Linked DNA regions of Rattus norvegicus: regions 1 and 2 are each linked to region 3. The links are chromatin contacts, called in public Hi-C maps. All regions are on one chromosome and are shown on one strand. Each heading gives the region's core, a stretch centred on a gene start, on an enhancer-like site or on the middle of the called end of the contact. The rest is flanking DNA. Distances are from core to core; before and after follow the strand shown. Region 1 overlaps Vwa8 (von Willebrand factor A domain containing 8). Region 2 overlaps Dgkh (diacylglycerol kinase, eta). Region 3 holds the start of Vwa8 (von Willebrand factor A domain containing 8).

Region 1 (2,700 bases), core at 146-2,645, 250 kb after region 3:
TATATTTGTGAGCAAATGATACATTGTTCTCTTAGACTTTTTTTTTTTAGCATATAGGAATGTTTTTAAAAAAATCTTGGGGTTGGGGATTTAGCTCAGCGGTAGAGCACTTGCCTAGCAAGCTCAAGGCCCTGGGTTTGGTCCCCAGCTCCGAAAAAAGAAAAAAGAAAAAAAAATCTCAAACCAAAATAGGCTACTGACTTTCAATACTTTTGAAGAGACCTAAACGTACAAGTTTAACTAAGTTAGAGCAAAACCATTGCCTAAAGCAGTGTTCGTAAGCCATGGCAGCAGCTGGACAGGGCTGCATGATTTTAGGGAATTTGTTACCTGTGGTTCTGTTCAGAACCATTCTGAACAGTAGCTTCCCATCTGTTGGAACTAAATTTCCTTCACTTCTACTTTCCTTGGTGCCTAGCAGTAAATACTACTGTGTTTGAACTTCAAGTATGTGTTCTTTGAATTTCTCATATAATGCAGAGATCAAAAGTCATGCTTTACCTATGGTCAAGGTGTGCATGGGTGTGGTGGCGCATACCTGAGCTCCAGCACTTGTTTATGTGAGGAAGACAATCATAAATTCAAGACCAGCTTGAACTACTTACTGAGTTCTGGATAATCCAGGCTCCATAGCAGGTCCCTGTCTCAAAAGTATAAAAGGAAAGAAAACGGGGCTTGCATGGTGGTGTACACCTTTAATCCCAGCACGTGGGAGGCAAAGGCCGGCAGACCTCTGAGTTCAAGGCCAGCTTGGTCTACATAGCAAGTTCCAAAGCAGCCAGGACTACACAGAGAAGCCCTGTCTCAAAAAACAAAAACAAAAGGGAGGGAGGGGAGGGAGGGAGAAGGGAGGGCAGAGCGGGGAGGGGAGATTTGGTGACCTAGATTAAGCCTCTTATTTCTTTTTCTAAAATAACTTTGAAAGAATCTTTACTTACAATTTTAGTAATGGTTCCTGGCTGTTTAAAACGTAACCTCTATTTCTTTGTGCTTTAGTCTGTAGCTTTTTTTCCCCCAGGGCTTTTCTGAACATATTGCAAATCTTTGCTCTTTCAGCTCCCAGGTTTACTAATGGGTACACAACAATTAACGTGTTCCTTTCTGCTCTGTCTTGTGTAAATTAAATGGCACTAGCAAATGAAGCTAAATAGTTAAGCTGTTTAACTTAGAAATGAGCAAAATTATCTCAAGAATAACCAAAATATTATATGAACTTCCTGTAATCAAGTATTTCTCAGAAATGTATAACTTTATGTCCTCAGCTCAAAGTTCAAAGAGAAGACATAAGAAAAACTTAGTAACAAAGTAATGCGAATCAGAATTAAATGGTATTTTGATGGGAAGAACTAGATGCCAGCCTGCTCCTCTTACTGCACTGTCCCTCGGTCTGTGTGGTTGATATTAAACATGCACACTGGATACTTAGGTAGAAAAACAGCTTGTGAGTGTGCATCCTTAGGCTAAGTGGCCACAATGAATTCTCAAAATAGTCTGCCACTGTTTGCGCTTTTGGTCAAATCCCTTCATAAATAATGAGGCAGAATACTAACTACTCTATTTAGGTCCACTCATGTTAGGATTCACAAGTAGATTATACCCCCAAATCTACAAGCCATTGCCAGTAATAAGAGGTAAGACTTGACCTCTACAGTTCTGTCCTAGTCAACCTGCAAGCTCTGTCATTAGTGGACTCTTTTCTCAGAAGAGTTCTTCTGCTCCTGGTTTTGGAACCTGGTTCTTGTTGCCCTTCTTCTGCTCCTGATGCCAGCAGCTTTCTTCTGACTCCGACAGAGTGCCCTTATCTCCATCTAGTGGCCATTTGGTGTACTACATTAAAATGAATTACCTTTGCACCCCAGCACTTGGGAAGTGAGCCTTCTGCTTGGGAGATTTCCACAGTCCCTTGTGTGGCTCCTGTTGGGTAGTGGATGCTTCTTTATTTAGGTTGGCAGTGGTGGCCTGGAAAGCAGTCTCTGAAGCCATCTGCTTCATCTTTGCATGATTCTTCTGAGTATAGCAGACTATCAGACACACAGACAATAAGCTATGCTGTCCTTACTGTCTTTGCTGCCTTCTACTGCCTAGCAGCATGAGCATAGAAGACATACTTGTTTGAATTTTTGTTAGTGAATTCTTTGCTATATTTTCAAATGAAAACACAGGGGAGAGTCTACTGAACTCTTCGTATAACATATATTCGTTAATTTGACACTGATAAGAACATGCATTTCTCCTATAATTAGAACAACTATAACAATAAATTCAAATATTGCTACAGCTGGAGTCCCTAGTATCAGTAGTTACTACTTTTAGACTGTATTTTCAGGAGCATGGGTTACAAGCCAAAACTCGTCTAGTTATATTTCAGTGTTGCTCCATTTTTGTTGGTGGTGGTGTATTAGATTTGTACTCTTCTAAACAATTCTATTAAATCTACACCATTTTCCTCAAAAAAATGAAATCATGGTCTCTGAAAAGCTGTCAATGACTGTTCTCATGAGAAAAGGTTGAACAATTATAGCTTTCAAATGTCGTTTTCTAATTACAGCAGGAAACTCAGAAAGCAGATCTCCACATGGTACTGCGGGAATCTCTGTGGCTTTTGGAGAGTGCTCACTCAACCATAAACTTCAAAATGGATAGAACGCTCTGAATCACAGTGGGACTAGAACCCACGTGCCCGTGCAGCTAAGGCTCTGC
Region 2 (2,700 bases), core at 140-2,639, 150 kb before region 3:
TCAGCTCTGCTTTGCCCCAAATGTACCTCTCCCACAGCAGAACAAGACTCGGGGCTTATCTGGAGAGAGCCAAATGGAGAGTGTCAGGAATAAAAGACCCAGAAATAATCAAAGGCAGAGAAGTAGTGATGTGAATAGCGCCAGGTTCCTGGACATACAATGTAACAGACTTACAAGTTGATGGGGGGTTGGGGATTTAGCTCAGTGGTAGAGCGCTTGCCTAGCAAGCGCAAGGCCCTGGGTTTGGTTCCCAGCTCCGAAAAAAAAGAAAAGAAAAGAAAAAAAAACAAGTTGATGGCAGCCAGGGCTCTACGGTTTGCTATTGGAAAGTTCTTTGGGGACCTGACAAAGCCAAGGGGCGAGGATGTCGGGGCTTGCCAAGAAAAAGCCTAGTTGGAGTTGGGGATTTAGCTCAGTGGTAGAGCACTTGCCTAGCAAGCGCAAGGCCCTGGGTTCGGTCCCCAGCTCCGAAAAAAAGAAAAAAAAAAAAAAAAGAAAAGAAAAAGCCTAGTCAGGTTATAGAATGAAACATCTGCACAGAGACTTCAAACAGCTTCCAGGGTCCAGCTTCAGGGGTTGGTGGCTCTGCAGTGTGTGTGTAGGGGATGGGGGTTCCATATCTCTGGAGTCAACTGACCACAAATTGAAACATTTTTCTTTTTTTTTTTCTTTTTTCTTTTTTTCGGAGCTGGGGACTGAACCCAGGGCCTTGCGCTTGCTAGGCAAGCGCTCTACCACTGAGCTAAATCCCCAACCCCTGAAACATTTTTAACTGAACTTAGGATGCACACTTTTTTCTTGTCATTGTCCCCTAAACAATACAGGATAGCAGCTACTCACACACCATTCATTAACACCCTGTGCTAGATGTGAGTAATCCAGAGACTGCCAAAAGCTCATAGAAGGGTGAGTGTGCCTGTGTTGAACACAAACATTCACATTATATAACATACATTTGGTCTTCTGCAGACTTTCTTCTTTTTTTTTGCATCCTTTAGGGAGCATTAAAACCAAGCCCGCAGAGATGCTGAAGCATGATAGCGGCCACAGGAAGCCCCACGCGCACACAAATGTTTGTGTATTTATCCAAAGGGAAGTGAAAATACAATAGAAAGGTTGCAAAATAAAGTCAAGAAATCTCGTAGGAAGCACAATAAAAAGGCAAAAATGCTAGAAAGTGGGGGTCTGGGGAGAGACTGGGACTATGTGATGACAAACCCAGGAGGGCCAGCATCCAAACAATGACAATACCGAACAGAATAAGTAGAACAAACAGAAGGAAGAAATAACTCAAGATGATTTCCCAGAACTGAGCCCTGAATGGGGAGAAGCCCACACAGTCGATGAAAATAAACCCACACTGTGAATTCTGCTGTGAAGTTACAGATCCCTGAGGAGCAGAGAAGATCCTGAGCACTTCCAGAGGGTAGGGTGGGGGCGGCGCCCCACATCATCACGCAGCCAGACTTGCAAAGGCTTCCTCGGTGCTGGGAGCTAGACGGCAGCAGAGGGTGGCTTCAGTGTTGCTCCAGTGTTCTGAGAAAAGGCAGCTTCCCACTGAGCAGGGTTTTATTTGTTTGTTTTGCTTTGTCTAACAGCATGCTTTCAAGTTCCTGCTTTTCTTTTCCTCCTTCACTGGCATACATCATGATGGGCTCTACAAAGACAATTTCTTTCAGGCTTAAACCCACTTGAGAGAAACGTCCAGTGTGAGAGGAAACTTCAAGCATGGACGCCACACGTGCATGGCTCCCTCTTACTAGAGGCTCAAGCCACCACACCTCAATAATTTTTGCAGACTTTCCTTTCTCAGATAATTCCTTCAACTCCACCTCCAATAGACTCCCACCTTTAAAATGGCCCCCATCCAAAACAGGAAGACAGCATGCTTATTGTGTAAATTGCACTGTGCCTTGAAGAATGTGAGGTACATGGTATCTCTATTACTGAATGGAAGACTGGAGAGACCAAGAAGTTTACCACATAAATAAGATACATATTAGTTGCTTTTCTAAGCTGTGATCAAACACCTGATAAGAAGCAACCGAAGGTGGTGAAATAGTTATTTTTAGCTCACAGATTAAGCAATATACCCATCCTAGCAAGGAAGGTGGGGCGGTGGATGCTTGACACACTAGCCACACAGCCGGGACAGTCAGGAAGCCGACAGGAGACAGGAAGTAGAGCCAGGCTATGAGTCCTCAAGGCCCACCACAGAGACCTATTTCCTCTAGAGTGGCCCCGCCTCCTCAGGCTCCACCACCTTGCCCTACAATGACACCAGCTGAAGGCCCAGTAACCAAACACTAGAAGCTGTGGGGAACATTTCAAGTCCAAATCGCAGCAGGATCTGAAGTGATTCTGACTTCTGAAAAAAAGGTTATTTGTGATCTCAAACTGCTGAGTTTACACAAATGAAAACTTAAAAGATTCACAAAAATAGAAAATCCTATTATGAAAAAAGCAAAACACAGAAATGAACGTAATTTCAAAATAAAGACGACATTTACAGGTATGTTTCTCTTCTTCTAGCTTTAGCCACAGATTTGTCTCACACAGAAAGATATTATTTATACCGGAATATCGTCAAATGAATAAATGGCCCACCAATCATTGAAATATCAAGTCAAAACCTTAATTAAGCTGTATCAATTCTGAAAATTGTAAGCTAGTGGTTTTCTACAGATCCTGGATTAACTA
Region 3 (2,800 bases), core at 86-2,585:
GAGGCAGAGGCATCTGCCCGGGTCCAGAGTAGACAAGACCAGCTGACTCGAGGGTGTGCGTGCGTGCGTGCGTGCGTGACTGGTAGTAGTAGTAGTAGTAGTCGTCGTCGTTGTCGTCGTCGTCTCGTCCAGATAGCTGGATTGTATAGGGAAGGGAAGAGCAGCTGGGGAAAAGGCTGCATTGCCTCTGGGTTGGAGGGTAGGAGACTGAGTAGCTCAACTAGGAGGATCCTGTAACAGGGAGGGAGGGATAGTGGGAAGACCTGGCAGTCAGCGCCAGCTTTGATATGTTAATAGGCACTTCAGTTATCTGTTTATCTGATAACAGGCACTCAGATAGCCATTTGTCCAGGGTTTGAGACCTAACAAGGGTGGTTGTGAAATAGTGAGAATGTATCCATGGAATAATCATGGAATAATGCTGTTTTCACAATTTAAATATTCACTACCTTTATTTTCACTTTCTCCAAACTATATTAGATTACTTCACTCCCCCACCCCCACCTCCATTTACTGCTAAGTTCAAGTTCCTCAGAAAGTTCAAGTGCCTTGGAGGTGGCAGCTCAATTTGATTATAAGATACAGGTAGGTCTAGAATCGGCAAGGCCATTCACTGAGAGCCAGGCCTGCGTCCTGCTTGTTTGATTTCATTGTGCAGAACTTCATTTAAACTTTTTGCTTTGGTTAATTCACTCTTGACATTTCGGGGAGGCAGCATAATTACATTAGGTTTTGTTTGCTTTATGGAAGACTGCTGCTGCTTTTGGAATGCGTGGAAGGGAGGAAGCCTTAGTCAAGTGTCCTACTTTTTGCTCACTAAAGATATAAATTATGTTTATATAACCCTTGCCTCGTAGCCTGACTGGATTCTTCGGGTAGTTGAACGTTTTTTCATTCACCATTATAATGTAAAATTTCCTCTTAAAGTTTAGAAGATAAAACAGGTCCGGCAAAGGAAGGCTAAACAGAGACTTTCAATGTCTGTTGTTGGAAAGCCTGGGAAGATGACAAACGAATTAAAATAGGTGGAGTTCTAGAATCTCTTTTATGTTTTCTTAATTCTGAAGCAGTTTTGAGGGGAAAGCCCACAGTGCATCATAACACAGTGGGCTAGCAGCCAAGAAAGAAACGGCAAGAGTTCAACTGTGCTAAAGGTCTTTGGCATCTCCCCAGTTCGGGGCGTCCCTGGGGTGACCACGCCTGGGGCGGTGCGCTGGGCCCCGGTGGCCGATCTTACCGGCTGGCGCTGCGCCTGTCCTCCGCCCCAGGCCGGGCCCACACGGCCGAGCCCAGCGCGCCGGGGGAAGGAGTTTCCGGCGGACCCGCCTCCCAGCCGCTTCCTGTCCCGCTTGCCGACCGGCTCCTGCCCCGTCCCGGGACGGCGCTTGGCCCCGCAGCCCCTGGAGGTCCCACTCCGTGCCTCCTGCACTATGCAGTCCCGCCTCCTCCTCCTTGGAGTCCCGGGCGGCCTCGGCGACGTGGCCTCGCGGCGCGTGCGGCTGCTTCTGCGGCAGGTGCTGCGGGGCAGGCCGGGTGGGGGCCAGCAGCGGCTGGAGGTCAGACTGATGCACGCTGGGGTGACTGACTCAGGTAACTGGGCCCTCCGACTCCGCTGCTGCCACCTGCCCTCTCTGCTGTGTGATGTGGGGCAAGGCGCTGGCGCCCCCTGGGCTCCACTCTGAAACCTGAGGGATTCGGACTAAGGTCTCTGATGTTTAGGAAGACAACATTCTTCGCCCACTGGAGGTTTTGCTTAGACTAAACTCAGAGGTTCATGCAGTAGCCTTTTGGGGGCTGCTGAAACCGGCGCTTGACCTTGATCTCTGACTTCTAAGGGCTCGGTAGGTGGTTTTATGTCCTGAGCCAACTAGGGCTTGTGATGGCATAGAAAAGTGTACATTCTTGCTGGAGAACCTGTGCCCACGTTTCTTCCCAATTTTAACAGAAGACTCCGTTTCAAGCACTCTTAGAACTGAAAATCAGATTTAGTTAAAACCCTGGACTATAGTTGGAATGAGTGAGTCTCAAAAGAAAAAAAAAAGGGCCTTGCTGAGGATCACACAGTGAAATTGCAATTTAAAACTTGCCTGTCTGCGATCATAACTTCTAGAGCATTCATTTTCTTTCTGTTCTGTTACTCACTTTTCTTCTGCCTGACAACATTAAAAAAACAACCTAAAACAATGAAAGATTTCTTTTGGCTCACAGTCACAGACGTTTGTATGCGTGATATCTCCATCGCTGTGTTGAGGTAGAAACTCATGGCGGCGAGTGGACTTAGCAGAGCAAAGTTGCCTTCTTTGCGAGGCAGAGAGAGGAATCAGGGATAAGACCTACCTTCCGAAGATAGAGTCTACTTTGTCTCACTGGGCTGACCTCCTTGTGTGTATCATCTCCAGATAATGCCATCTCATCTAATGAATCCATCAGTTCACCACTCCAGATGATAATACGCGCTTGTCATAGAAGGCAGAAGTCAAGGGTAGAATGTGGCATAATCTGACAGGCTTTGGGGTAGACTCTGTTTTTTTTGGTTTTTTTTTTTTTTTTTTTTTTTTTTTGTGCTCTCTAGCTAGCTGTCAGAGCCATGAGTCAGCAGATAGAACATTGGAAAGAGGTTTTTAAAAAATGAAAAGTTGTTTTTTTTTTTTTTTTGTTTTTTTTTTTTTTTTTTTTTGTACTGACATGCCTTCTATATCAAGGTTTCTAACACTGAAGCTGAGAACTGTGGGTAAACAAAGTTGGTGCGTTCACCAGACCTGGGCACAAGTAAGAGCCTTTATGACAGAATAAAAGATGA

The links. A called contact is a pair of places that touch in the nucleus more often than the background predicts.
Region 1: a Hi-C map of frontal cortex shows a contact between it and region 3, with 2.7 times the contacts expected there. The contact joins the enhancer-like site here to the promoter of Vwa8 in region 3. A contact is called at or near these places in 3 of 12 Hi-C or Micro-C datasets (the A7r5 cell line, Schwann cells and frontal cortex).
Region 2: a contact with region 3 is called in a Hi-C map of frontal cortex, with 4 times the contacts expected there. The contact joins the enhancer-like site here to the promoter of Vwa8 in region 3. A contact is called at or near these places in 9 of 12 Hi-C or Micro-C datasets (the A7r5 cell line, the Rat2 cell line, Schwann cells and 6 more).

Annotation. Positions count from the first base shown.
Region 1 is chr15:60,906,751-60,909,450 of GRCr8, forward strand. The region is part of intron 37 of Vwa8 (von Willebrand factor A domain containing 8); the gene reads left to right. Among named protein-coding and RNA genes, the nearest start is that of Rgcc, 180 kb to the right of the region's middle. Within about 2 kb of position 1,396, at least 3 of the 93 cell types and tissues checked have an H3K27ac peak or open chromatin away from gene starts, as enhancers often do.
Region 2 is chr15:60,507,267-60,509,966 of GRCr8, forward strand. All of the region lies in intron 2 of Dgkh (diacylglycerol kinase, eta), which reads right to left. Among named protein-coding and RNA genes, the nearest start is that of Dgkh, 51 kb to the right of the region's middle. Within about 2 kb of position 1,390, at least 15 of the 93 cell types and tissues checked have an H3K27ac peak or open chromatin away from gene starts, as enhancers often do. A contact at or near this core is called in prefrontal cortex, where this site is marked.
Region 3 is chr15:60,660,542-60,663,341 of GRCr8, forward strand. It overlaps Vwa8 (von Willebrand factor A domain containing 8), which reads left to right and starts at 1,336. Exons shown (of 45, transcript NM_001427283.1): 1 at 1,336-1,590. The coding sequence starts at 1,431. It overlaps LOC120097120 (a long non-coding RNA gene), which reads right to left. Exons shown (of 3, transcript XR_005494374.2): 3 at 2,637-2,800.